Linked DNA regions of Danio rerio: region 2 is linked to region 1. A link is a contact called in public HiCAR-type data. All regions are on one chromosome and are shown on one strand. The core of a region is the stretch at or near the end of the contact, and the rest is flanking DNA. Distances in the headings are between cores, read along the strand shown.

Region 1 (6,561 bases), core at 1,086-3,585:
TGAGTACAGTGAACTCATCGTCATGTTCAAGAAACCAGTCTGAGATGATTGAGCTTTATGACATGCTGCGTTATCCTGCTGGAAGTAGCCATCAGAAGATGGAGACACTGTGCTCATAAAGGGATGGACATGGTCAGCAGCAATGCTCAGGTAGGCTGTGGCGTTGATGCTCAATTGGTACTAATGGACCCAAAGAAAATCTCCCCCACACCATTACACCACCACCACCAGCCTGAACCGCTGATACAAGGCAGGATGATCCATGCTTTCATGTTTTTGAGTCGAGCATCTGAATGTGTCAGCAGAAATGGAGACTCATCAGAGCAGCAACGTTTCTCCAATCTTCTATTGTCCAGTTTTGGTGAGTCTGTGTGAATTGTAGCCTCAGTTTCCTGTTCTTAGCTGACAGGAGCGGCACCCGGTGTGCTCTTCTGCTGCTGTAGCCCATCCGCCTCAAGGTTGGCCGTGTTGTGTGTTCTGTTCAGAGATGCTCTTCTGCAGAGCTCGGTTGTAGCGAGTGCTTATTTAAGTTACTGTTGCCTTTCTATCAGCTGGAACCAGTCTGGCCATTCTCCTCTGACCTCTGGCCTCATCAACAAGGCATTTGCGCCCACAGAACTGCCGCTCACTGGATATTCCCTCTTTGTCGGAGCATTCTCTGTAAACCTTTGAGATGGTTGCGCGTGAAAATCCCAGTAGATCAGCAGTTTCTGAAATACTTGGGAGCAAGAACCATGCCACGTTCAAAGTCACATAAATCCCCTTTCTTCCGCATTCTGATGCTCGCTTTGAACAGCAATAGATCGTCTTGACCATGTCTACATGCCTAAATGCATTGAGATGCTGCCATGTGATTGGCTGATTAGAAGTACAGGTGTACCTAATAAAGTGGCCGGTGAGTATGCCATTACAGCTGTAGTTGAATAAAATGCAACTCTTCACTTTTGAACAAATTGACACGGTGTGACGTGGTTCCTGTATTCTGTACCACACTATATTGAATATTGGGTTTGAAATTGCATGCAAGTTTGATGCCAAACAACATTAGCACAACTGAATAGACTGTAAACAATGCTGTACTTTGATAGTAATTGGCTGCTAATGTTATTTTCCCATTTAAAAGTTGCAAAGAATACTTTTCTAAAATTAAATTATTAATAAAGCATGAATGTGAGAATATAAAACTAACTTTACCCCAAATACATGATGGTCACTGCACACAAGAGCAAAGTGCATGTTTGGTTAATGCAAAACGACAAGCTAGACTGGTTTTCCCCACCCTGAGAGCGGTTGTATGCATGTGTAATCATCCTAGCCACTGCAGCAGAGTATTTACATGTTGAAACACACAGAGAACATTGACAGTGGGTTAATGATTAAATATTTATCTCCCCTTTGAATGCATGCAACTTCTGCTTTTCACTCTTTAAACACACTGACCTGCTCTAAAAGTCTAGAATCATCAGTCATAAACATGACTGTGAGAATTTAACACTCATTCTGTGTCCACAGCAATGCAAACGATGAGGAAAGCACTGATAAACAATGCCGCGCTGGACTGTTTATACACGTGTGCGCATGCGCGGCTCCTTCCCAGATTAACCGAAGTACTTATAAAACCGAATCAACCGTAGGATAAATACTTATAAAACTATATTAATGTCTTGTTATAGCATTGTTGTTTTGGTAAACTGAAATAAAACCACCTTTTATGTGTTAGATATGCCATATATTAAACATAAAATGTCGTTTTACTTAATTTTATCAATCAAAGTTCCTCTAACAAGTTTTATAGGTATTTACATGTAATATAGTTTTATAATTTGATTTTTCGTGAATATCATATACGCTATTGATGCCAAACGATAGCGTTTCAGATTACCAAACAAAATTGTATGCATAGTTACGAGTATTAGGACCACAAATATAAACAAAACTAATTAATAAGTGGCATTATAGCTGATAAGGGCTGGAGGTTTGTCGAAGTGACTCGGACTCTCTGAAGTGAATGAAAGGTGTGTGTTAAAGGGATTTAGTCGTGTTTATTCTTACCTGGCTGTTCCCTCAGACTCATCACGGATATAATATAATGTGCCATGTCGAAATACGGGAACATTGGCAGTTTTGACAGCCCAAATGCGAGCTCGTTCAGATTGAAGAACGCAAACACATCCATAACTGAGCCGCTTCAGTGTTCCGTCATGAACGCGCTTTAATCCTGTCGGCCGCGCGCCCGTGGACTCGGTTCAGGTTACCGGTGTGTTTGGATGTTTGGTTTTGGACGCTTGTAGTCTGCAGATGCTCCGACACAGAATGAATCCAGCTGATCAACAGCTGACTGGAGCGGTAACCGGATCCGCCGCCATTACTGCTGCGGATGCTGAGCGGGAACGCGCGCGCGCGCGCGCACAAGCCACAACTTCACTTTCACAACTATTTCAAAACAAAGCTCTAGCAAACACTAGCCTGACACGTTATATTCTTAGTGTGGTACATTGAAAGTGCTGTAGTTCGTGATTTATGATGGTATTTATTAAAGCATCGGGCTTTCATTATCTGATTTAGACAGATTTCAGTTTGCTCTAAATTATAAACACTAAATTAAATAAGTCTGTAGGTCCAAACTGACCCCCCATGTGACAATCAGATGCTGAATGTGTTAGCAGACTGAACAAGAGCATAATGGTGAGCCTAATTTTAATAATACATCGACAAATACACATATAACACAATAAATAATGCACAAATCGACCTTTTGAGAAAACAGATTGGTCACTTCAGGTACAGCAGGTTATTATCAGTGGTGTAAAGAAACTAATAGCAAATACTCAAATTAAGCAAGCTAGTTTATTTATATAGCACATTTCATACACAGTGGCAATTCAAAGAGCTATACATAAACAAGAATAAAAAAGAAGTATGAGAAAATTAAAAAACAAGCAATAAAAATGATTAAAAACTGATTAAAGTGTGTTAAAACATGTTTTAAAAGAATGAAAAAAGAACAAGTAAATGGGTTTACTTTTAAAATTTACTTTTAAAGTTTTTTTTTAATTAAACTACTGTAATGGAGTGGGTTTTCTCAGGAATTGTAACTTACTAAGTAGTTTTGAAAGATACTTTTTACTAGTGCATTTTACTGCAGTATTGGTACTTTACTCCACTACTGTCCTTCAACCTGCAGTCACTACTGTTTTTTCCTGTCTATGGGGATTACAAAAATCAGTTCTGTGATGCCTGACAAATCAAATCACACATAAAAGGTAAATCTCCTCATAATGAACTACAGTAAGACATGGGCGATTTATAAATGCAGCAAACTGTTTGGAAGCATTAAAAGTGTCCAAGGAGATGTCCAAAATCTTTACACGCATTGACCCAGAGACTGTTTAGATCAGAGATGCCCAAATAAGGGCCCCCGGGCCAAAGTTGGCCCATTGTAACCTTTGATTTGGCCCACCATCCCATCTGAGAAGAAAGTGAGAAGGATGGAGAGGCTTGGGACAAATGCCTTTAAAAGAGATCGTCATTTCTAATTTGACGCAACCTTTTTTGTTTGTTTTATTGTTAAGCTACAAAAAAAAAAAAAAAACCCTAACTAAAATGAAATGTTTCAAGTAAATGAATCTATTTCTTTTATGTAAACAATGTCACTTGACAGAAAACTATACAAAAGACATCAGTAAGCAAATCAAGGCAAAAACTAGTGTAACTCTCCATTCTGCTATGAATTAGATTTAGAAACAAAATAGTAAAACAAATATGCTGTATTAGTTCAAATAAAGCAATGTTTTCTAGTTATTTTTAAATATTATTAAATAAGTTAGGAGGTTTCGTCCTCCATACAGAAATGACCTTTTCCATAATAAGAAAATTACTAATTAAACCTATATTTAAACTAATCATTTATTAATTTAAATAAGTTATATTAGCCTACGTTAAATGTAATCAATAATTCTAGAGAGAGGCAGAAGTAAACGAGAGAACACTTGAAAAGGAGATGAATGTAAAGTAATAAATGTAAACTGAAGATGCTCGCTTGTTTTCCTCAGAGAGCGACACCTGCCGGACACACGGGTCACAGCGTGAGGAGTGGAGCCGCAGTTCTCGCGAGATTCCACGATGTGGCGCCGTTGTCAAACTTATCGCCATGGAAACAAAAAGAGCGGGATTTTGTCTAAAACAAACGATGTTCCAAACCAGCGGTATGCGAGATATAAATATAAATCAGTAGATAAAACACTGTATCTGTGGGTAAGTGCAGTAATTAATCTAACAGGGGCCTTTATTCTGGACACGGTAATCTAGTAAATGTGTCAAACTCAATGAATGTTGTTGAAGAAAGCTTTTGAAAATCTGTGGCGACTAAAGCTTGTGAAAATATGAGAAAAATGTCAGCTAATCAGACAATCTGAGCTGGGTAACTCGGCTAATTAACCATTAAACCACACAAATCCTGAATACTGAGGTGAAAAGGGTTAATCTGGTTAATTATAGTTGACTGGGTTTGGTTTAGGTGGTTTAGTTGCCCTGAACTGAGGCATTTTTAATAGTTACAGGCCTGTAGCCAGCCTGGGGTGAAAGAGATGGTTCTGTTTTCTCAAGATGTCGACCTTTTTGCAGTTATTCGCCTCATTTTTTATTTATTTAGGACAGTGTTTCTCAAAATAAGTACCACCTCAGAAAAAAATAGTTTCTCCAAGTACCACCATAATAAACGGTATTAAAATACAGTAGCGTTAGCGTAGTTGGCCCAGTAAAGCAGCTACAGCTCTGCACAGTTCAAAAATGAGTCACATTAATTCCTATTATTAAGAATATTTATTATTGTCAGCCACTTTAAACATTAGAAATAGTTTGCACATTAGCACTGTACTGTGCTTATACAGTTGAAGTCCGAATTATTAGCCCCCCTGAATTATTAGCGCCCGTTTATTTTTTCCCCAATTTCTGTTTAACGGAGGGAAGATTGTTTCAGCACATTTCTAAGAATAATAGTTTCAAAAACTTATTTCTATTAACTGATTTATTTTATCTTTGTCATGATGACAGTAAATAATATATTTTTTAAATATTTTTCAAGACACTTCTATACAGCTTAAAGTGACATTTAAAGGCCTCAGTAGGTTAATTAGGTTAACTTGGCAGGTTAGGGTAATTAGGCAAGTTATTGTATAATGATGGTTTGTTCTGAAGATTATCGGGGGGAAAATTAGCTTAAAGGGGCTAGTAATTTTGTCCCAAAAATGGGTTTTAAAAAATTAAAAACTTCTTTTATTCTTGCTAAAATAAAACAAATAAGACTTTCTCCAGAAGAACAAATATTATCAGACACACTGTGAACATTTCCTTGCTCTGTTAAAAATCATTTGGGAAAAATTTAAAAGAGAAAAAAAAAATCAAAGGGGGCGAATAATTCTGACTTGAATCAATCAATCAAGCCTTTATTTGTCACTGCACTTTCATATAGACTCAGAATTGTTTTATTTAAAAAAAAAACAACTTATTTTATGAAGAAATCTTATGTATTGTTTTTCACATATATATAAAAGTTTATATATAACACGTATATATAAAAGTTATATAAAATATTTATATATACACGTGTATATAAAAGTTTTTAGTGTTTTTATATTCTCAAATATGATCATCCCAGTGAAAAAAACACTGAAAAGGTACGTATCTGTATACTTGTATATGCATGAAAAACAAAATTTCATAGTTAATGCATTTAATAAATAACTTAGTTATATTTCCAAAAATATTTAGAATTATTTTATTTGTTTTTATGTTTGTTTTTTTAATATTTATTTATTTTATTACAAATTTTTTTTATTAAATTCCAGTATAATTCATATTTATCTATTTGTTTTATTTTCATTTTAAATCATTTACTCATTTAAATCTAATTTAATCATATTTTTGTGTGCTGTATTTATTTAGATTATTTTAATCCAGTGTGTATTTGCTTGTTTATATTAACAATTTGAATATAATATAATAATTCATATTATTTTAATTTTAATATTTAAATAATTTTTTGATTTATGCTCACTTTCAGGGGTTTTGAGGAATGATAAATATTTTTATAATTGTAATATATAATATAATGCAGCTAGAGAATTTTTGTTCAGAATTATAAGGTTGGGCAGCACGGTGGCTCGGTGGTTTGCACTGTGGCCTCACAGCAAGAAGGTCTCTGGTTTGAGTCCCGGCTGGGTCAGTTGGTGTTTCTGTGTGGAGTTTGCATGTTCTCCTCGTGTTGGCGTGGGTTTCCTCCGGGTGCTCCGGTTTCCCCCACAGTCCAAACACATGCGCTATAGGGGAACTGATCAACTAAACTGGCCCTAGTGTATGAGGGTGTGTGTGAATGAGTGTGTATGGGTGTTTCCCAGTAGTGGGTTGCAGCTGGAAAAGTGTCCGCTGTGTATGCTGGAATAGTTGGCGGTTCATTCCGCTGTGTTGACCCCTGATGAATAAGGACTAAGCTGAAGGGAAATGAAGTGAATGATAAGGTTTATTCTCGCTCTGTGGTTGTTAGTCGGTGGTTTTCTGCAGTGC
Region 2 (6,697 bases), core at 1,616-4,115, 110 kb after region 1:
AGAAACTTCAACTGACCCAGCCGAGACTTGAACCAGCAACATCCTGGCTGTGAGGCAATCTTGCTACCCACTGTGCCATTATTTTTTTATTATTATTGTTAATATATTGTATTCAAATGGCCAAATTCTTACTAAGGACAGTTGATTGTGCTGGGCAGTTTGTTATTTTCCTAATAAATGACAGCAGGCTGATATAGGATGCAACGAATATGTATTTTAAAAATAAGTATATTCACATTTCTTTATTCTAAATCTTTAGGAAATATTTTTGGTAGATCAAAAATTGTGGTTATGATGACCACATCACGACAAGCTGAAAATAGTGCTTAAAATGTCACTAAAATGCAGTAGTTAAATCTCATAACTAAATAGAAAATCAGGCAAATGTGTGCAAAATGTCCACTTTTTGAGAATAAAAAGAATCACCCCTTACACCAGGCTGGCTACGGGCCTGCTTTAGCCACAAACACACAATATATTATTATTACAATGGATAATACACAAACATTATAGGGGTACAGGCCCGTAGCCAGTGGGTGGTTCGGAAGACCCACTCCTCACTGACAAAGGTCCAGAATTTGTCCCATATATGAGCTCATTTGTCCTATTTTGACTGCTATGCCATCATAAATGGTGAATTGAAAAAGGATTTAAGACCAAGCGGAGTCCTCTGTTGTCTGTCGCTTCATTGAATAGCTGAAAGTGCAGTGTTGGCCAATGCTAACCAATATTTTCATTTGACAATCTGACGAAAGTGGTCATCTTTTGCTGCTGTATTGTTTTTAAACAGAGAAAACATTCTACAAGTAACCTTAATTCTAAATCTTGGACCTTATGCTTAAAACAGAAAAGGTGTGAAGGACCAAAAGTGGACCATATTGAAATTGATTTAAAAACCAAGTTGGCGATTGTTGTTATCCATTAATTTTCAAATGTACATTTTTTACAAGAGAGACTAGGAAAACTGTAAAGTTCTACATTATTATAATAATAATAATAATAATTATTATTATTATTATTATTATAACTACTATTACTACTACTTTTAATGTTTTATTTTTCTTTTCAAATAGTCAAACTAAGAAAAGTGCAATTTGTTATTTGGCTATTAAATGACAATAGACTACAGTTTCCAAATGTTTTTCTTTATGATATATGATGCAATAAATATGTATTTTAAAAATAAGTAGTATTTCAAATTTCTTTATTTAAATCTTTAGGAAATATTTTGTATCATACTTAAAATAGTGCTTAAAGTAGTGCTTAAATAGTGCTTAAAATGTCACTAAAATGGGCGAATAACTGCAGAAAGCTCCACTTTTTGAGAAAAAGAACCACTTCTTTAACCTGGCTGGCTACGGGCCAGGGATAGTTTACCACAAAAAAATGAAACTTGAACTATTTACACGCTATTTAAGTGGATATAAACCTTAATGAGGTTTTATTTCTAGTGTTAAATACTTAAGAAGATGTTTTGAAGAATGCTGGAAACCTGTAATCATTGACTTTGATAGTGGAAAAAACAAATACTATATGGCAGTCAATGGTTACAGGTTTCCAACTTTTTTCAAAATATCTTCTTTTGTGCTCAACGGAAGAAAAACTCAAACTTTGTAAGGAGAGAGGAAATGATGACAGAATATCATTGTTTTTTTTTTTTGGTGAACTGATATCAGACAGTACTGTGAAATCAGTTATATATCATCAAACTTAATAAAATCCATCCAATTCAAATGTCCTTATTACTGTCTTACACGTTGAAAAACACCATGCAATCTAATATAATAAACCTAGCAACAGTGCACATGCAGATCTCTTCATAAAGTGCAAGACATGAAAGATTAATCTCCTCTAAAGTTTCTTTTTGTGTGACCTGCAGATGCATAACGCAATCATAACACACACACACACAAACACTCACACCCTTCTTTCAAACGCAAATCTACATTCGCTTCCTCTCAGTAATTTTCCACTCTCAACAAACGCGTCTGTCGAGCCTACTATAGCGAAGGCGATCGGCTCATGAATATTAATGAGGCACGCGATTTGACTGGCTGAAGACGCTCTTCATGAATAATAATCATCTTTGTCACGTGACACTCACCACCCGGTCACGGTAAAGTCTAGATGGGATACAGCTGCGGACACTCACGTTAATAAAGCATGATTTTTGTAACACTGTATAACAATAATTCATATTTGTATATAACTATTAGGGTAGACGTCAATGAAATACGATATAATTGGTAATTTAATAAATAATAATCAGTATAATTACTATTTTTTAGAACTATGAATGTTGGCTTCAGAGTAGACGTGAATAAAATACAATTAATATTTAATTTAATAATTAATTCTCGTTTAATTCCGGCCGCAGCTGTATCCCTTCAAGAAACAGCCGCAATGCCCGGGTAAAGTCTAGATGGGATACAGCTGCGGATACATTAATATAGCATATTTTTTGTGACACGACTACAACAATAATTAATATTTTTACATGACCCTGGGGGTTTTAGGTAAGGGTAGATGTTTATAAATTCAAATTTAATGCGTTTTTTAATAAATAATATTACATTGCTATAAGGGTTGAGTTTAGGGTATATGTAAATAAAGTACTATTAACGGATAATTTGATAAATATTTATCGTAATGATTACTGTTTTAACATTACTATGAGGGTTTGGGAAGGGGAAGACGTTAATAAAAATACAACTAATTGGTAATTTAATAAGTAATACACATAATTCTCGTTAACTTTGGCCGCGGCTGTATCCCTTCTAGCGCTAAACTGTCACCGAAGGCAGCAATGGCAACCTCATGCATATTAATGAGCTCCGCCTTCGCCATAGTAGCGCGTTTGTGTTTTTGTGCGCGTCTCCGCCTCCGCGCTCCACAGACTCACTGCCGACAGCAGCCGAGCGCACAGGCCGCCGTGAAACCTCCCGAGGCCGGATGGTAAAATCCAACCTCCAGCGCATCCTAAACAGTCATTGCTTTGCCCGCGAAAAAGAAGGAAAGAAACAGTGCGAGAGCAGCATCATGGAGGCGCTCAGTTCCAGTATTACCGACAGGATGGCGAGGTGAGACGACAATCCTCTAAAAACAGCCCGTCAACACTCGACCACAGATAAAAACATGCTCGTTTCCGGTTTAACGACAGCATACGCTTATCACTTCGACACTTGTCGTCCTGAATAAGGGTTTAAAAACGGTTTAACGGTGGTCGGTTTCCTCTTGGGGCCTGTAGGCTAACGTTAATGCTAATGCTAACGGCATCTCTTCAGCATATCTGCGACAGCTCTTCAAATCCGCAAACATTCCACACACGAGCATCTAAACGCGTTAAAATCGCCCATCCATCAGTCATGTCGTGTTAACATGTCAAACTTTCATTCATTTCGGTTAAATCCTCTGCTTAGCATCTTCACAATCGAGCGTAGCCCTTTAAACGCGCGTTCACGAGGCCGCTTTGATCTCATAACGATTATACGCGAATTGCTGTATTGTAGATTAATATTAGATTATAAAGGCTCTTGTTCGGTTAAATTGTTTATAATGTGCTCATGTTGTGAGATTTGACGTCGAGGGCCTAGATTTTCACACGTACGTCACATTTTAAAACGCCGTGACGTCACCACATTCGAGGCTTTGATCGCGCCGACGCCACTTTCGGGTGTTAAAGGGGTGTTTCTCCTGATTTTGGCTTATTTTGGTTTTATTGCTAACAATCGAGCGTTATTTTCTGTTTGTCAAATTATTATTAAATCTATATAATTGTAGTCGTGGTTTTACTTTAAATGCATATTTAATATTTCACAGTAACCCATAGGAAAGTCGTGTATTATTTTCTGGAAGTGCAAAATTTTTGTTATGAAACGTCATGACGTCACCATTTTTTGGTTATTATTTTTTCACGTGACCTTGAACCGCATGTTTTTGTTGGTCTTTGTGTGTGAATGTGTGCTGATAGTGCTGATGTTTTCACTCATTAGTGTTTTTGTTAATACGTTAGTAAGAAATTACCGTTGTTCTGTCTGTTTTTCAGCTGTAGCTCTTAATTTCTCATTTTATTTTAAATAATTATTATTTTTATCCTGTTCTACACAGGATTTGTCCAGTCCAACATGTTCTACTATTTTATTTAAATTTGGCACTCACATAATCTATTTCTGATTTGCTTTATTATTGTGTTCACACATGATTGTTTTTAGAAGGATTTATAAATCTATATTGTGTGTATTTATTGTGTTTTGTATTGTCTGAATGACACAGATTGAAGAAAAAGAAACAAAATGCTATTGATTTTTTTTTTTAAATCTAAATAAATTGTTGCATAAAATACAGCAAGCTATTTTCAGGCATATTATAATGAACTAAAACCATAACATTGAAGAGTGGGAAGAGGGGGTGGATGTGCGACACGAAATTCCGGGAGACATAACAAAACGGGATATGAGTCTGAAATATACCGGGAAAAACGGGAGTGTTGGCTGGTGTGGACACAGCTCCCAACCGAACTTTGAGAATAGGTTAACGGTGATAAGAGTCTCGCGTTAACGCCAATAACAGATCACCACTAGATAATAATCCCTGGTTGCATTTTTTACGTTATAAAAATGACAGTGAAGTAAATCTTTTGGAAAGATCTAAAAACAAAATGCTTAAACACTCTTAAAAAAACACTTTGGAAATCACAAAAACTAAAAATAAAGACTAATAAAAACAACTAAAAGTGAATTAAATTTAATTGTAAATTAAATTTTAAAAGACTAAAATAAACTAATAAAATTATTTAAATTAACTGTAAATTTAAAAAAAGACTAAAATAAACTAATAAAATTATTTATATTAACTGTAAATTAAATAAAAAAGACTAAAATAAACTAATAAAATTATTTAAATTAATTGTAAATTAAATTTAAAGACTAAAATAAACTATTAAAATTATTTAAATTAACTGTAAATTAAATTTAAAAAGACTAAAATAAACTAATAAAATTATATAAATTGTAAATTTAATAAAAAAAAACTAAAATAGACAATTATTTTAATTAACTGTAAATTAAATTTAAAGACTAAAATAAACTAATAAAATTATTTAAATTAATTGTAAATTAAATTTAAAAAGACTAAAATAAACTAATAAAATTATATAAATTGTAAATTTAATTAAAAAACTAAAATAGACTAAATGATTTTAATTAACTGTAAATTAAATTTAAAGACTAAAATAAACTAATAAAATTATTTAAATTAATTGTAAATTAAATTTAAAAAGACAAAAATACATTAATAAAATGGTTTAATTCTAAATTAAATTACAAAACTGAAAGTGAATTAAACACTGTTCTAATTAAACACTCTCAAACCTTAAAATAATTTAATAATACATCTAAAAGTGACTTAAGTGTAGTTGTAGGTGAAATCACAAAAGCATTAACTAATGAAAAATGAATGAAGCGTAATTGTAAATGCAAGCTGTGTTTGTCTGGCAGCTGCTGTTTATAATGTGTGTAATTTCTCTTTTTGGCCTTCAGTAAATGAAAATTCTGAGACGTTCACACAGAATGTGTGTGTTTGGAGTAAAGATAAAACTCAAGGTCTTCTGACTTGTTGCAAAGCTGAGTCCTGCATTGTGTGTGTGTGTGTGTGTGTGTGTGTGTGTGTCTGTGTTTACACAGAAAAACAATGAAGTCGAGCAGTGGAATGAAGAAATGTCATGTGGCAAACTGATGAATTGTGCTTTATATTTTTACTTCCTTGATTGTGTGTGTGTGTGTGTGTGTGTGTGTGTGTGTGTGTGTGTGTGTCTATGCAAATGTTAATGTTGGCTTGGAAAAAAGTTTTCACAAAATAGCAAAACTCTTTTTAATTTTCTTTTTTGTCTGTGCTTGTTTTACAGTACACTCTCAGAAATAAAGGTACAGGAGCTGTCACTGGAGCAATACCTTTTCAAAAGGTACATATTTGGGTCCATAATGGAACTCAAAAGTACTTTTTAGGTACATTTGCGCGTTAATAGGTACCTTTAAGCTACCACTGTTGACTCTTTGGGTACAAATATGTATCTTTTTGAAAAGGTATTGCCCCAGTGACAGCTCCTGTACCTTTATTTCTGAGAGTGTACTGTAAAAAAACTCTAAGATGTCTCTGTCAACTAGAGCTGCACCATATTGGAAAAACTGACTTGCAATATTTTATATATGTTGCAACATGAAGTATAATTTCACCTGATGTAATAAACAGGTATATTAGAAAAGAACTCATCATTTCAGATACATTGAGATGATTTTGTAAGGAAGTGCATCTGCAAAAAAATAATAAAACAATCCCAAAATATTGTGAAATACAATAAGAACGGGTTCTCAACGTCTACAAAAAATGTCCAAATGTGAATTTTAATTAAAGTCAAAGGTCTGGAACAAATGATATTACATAACTTGTTTTTAATAATAAACATACAATTAATAATTAACAATTAATATTAATAATTTTAAATGTTTCCTCTTCATTTTGTGTCTGTGGTCCTTTTAATCAAAAATCACTGTTAACGGTAGACTCTTGATCAGAGTATTGTCTTAATCATGTTAAAATCAGAGTATTGGTGTCCATGTAAACCTACATAAAGAGTCAGATGATGTCACAAGCTGGTAAAGACAGTTCATTCCTCACCTTTAAGTTGATTTCATGAGCCCTC

The links. HiCAR-type assays count read pairs that join an accessible place to other places.
Region 2: a contact with region 1 is called in a HiCAR-type map of caudal fin, with 5 times the contacts expected there. The contact joins the promoter of oaz1b here to the promoter of tmem38b in region 1. A contact is called at or near these places in 2 of 4 datasets of contacts at active chromatin or transcription factors (caudal fin and embryo).

The regions. Positions count from the first base shown.
Region 1 is chr21:767,683-774,243 of GRCz12tu, forward strand. tmem38b (transmembrane protein 38B) reads right to left here and starts at 2,336. Exons shown (of 8, transcript NM_200176.1): 1 at 2,053-2,336. The coding sequence starts at 2,176. It overlaps LOC141379934 (a long non-coding RNA gene), which reads left to right and starts at 4,159. Exons shown (of 4, transcript XR_012397024.1): 1 at 4,159-4,254.
Region 2 is chr21:879,783-886,479 of GRCz12tu, forward strand. oaz1b (ornithine decarboxylase antizyme 1b) reads left to right here and starts at 2,866. Exons shown (of 5, transcript NM_194432.3): 1 at 2,866-3,080. The coding sequence starts at 2,953.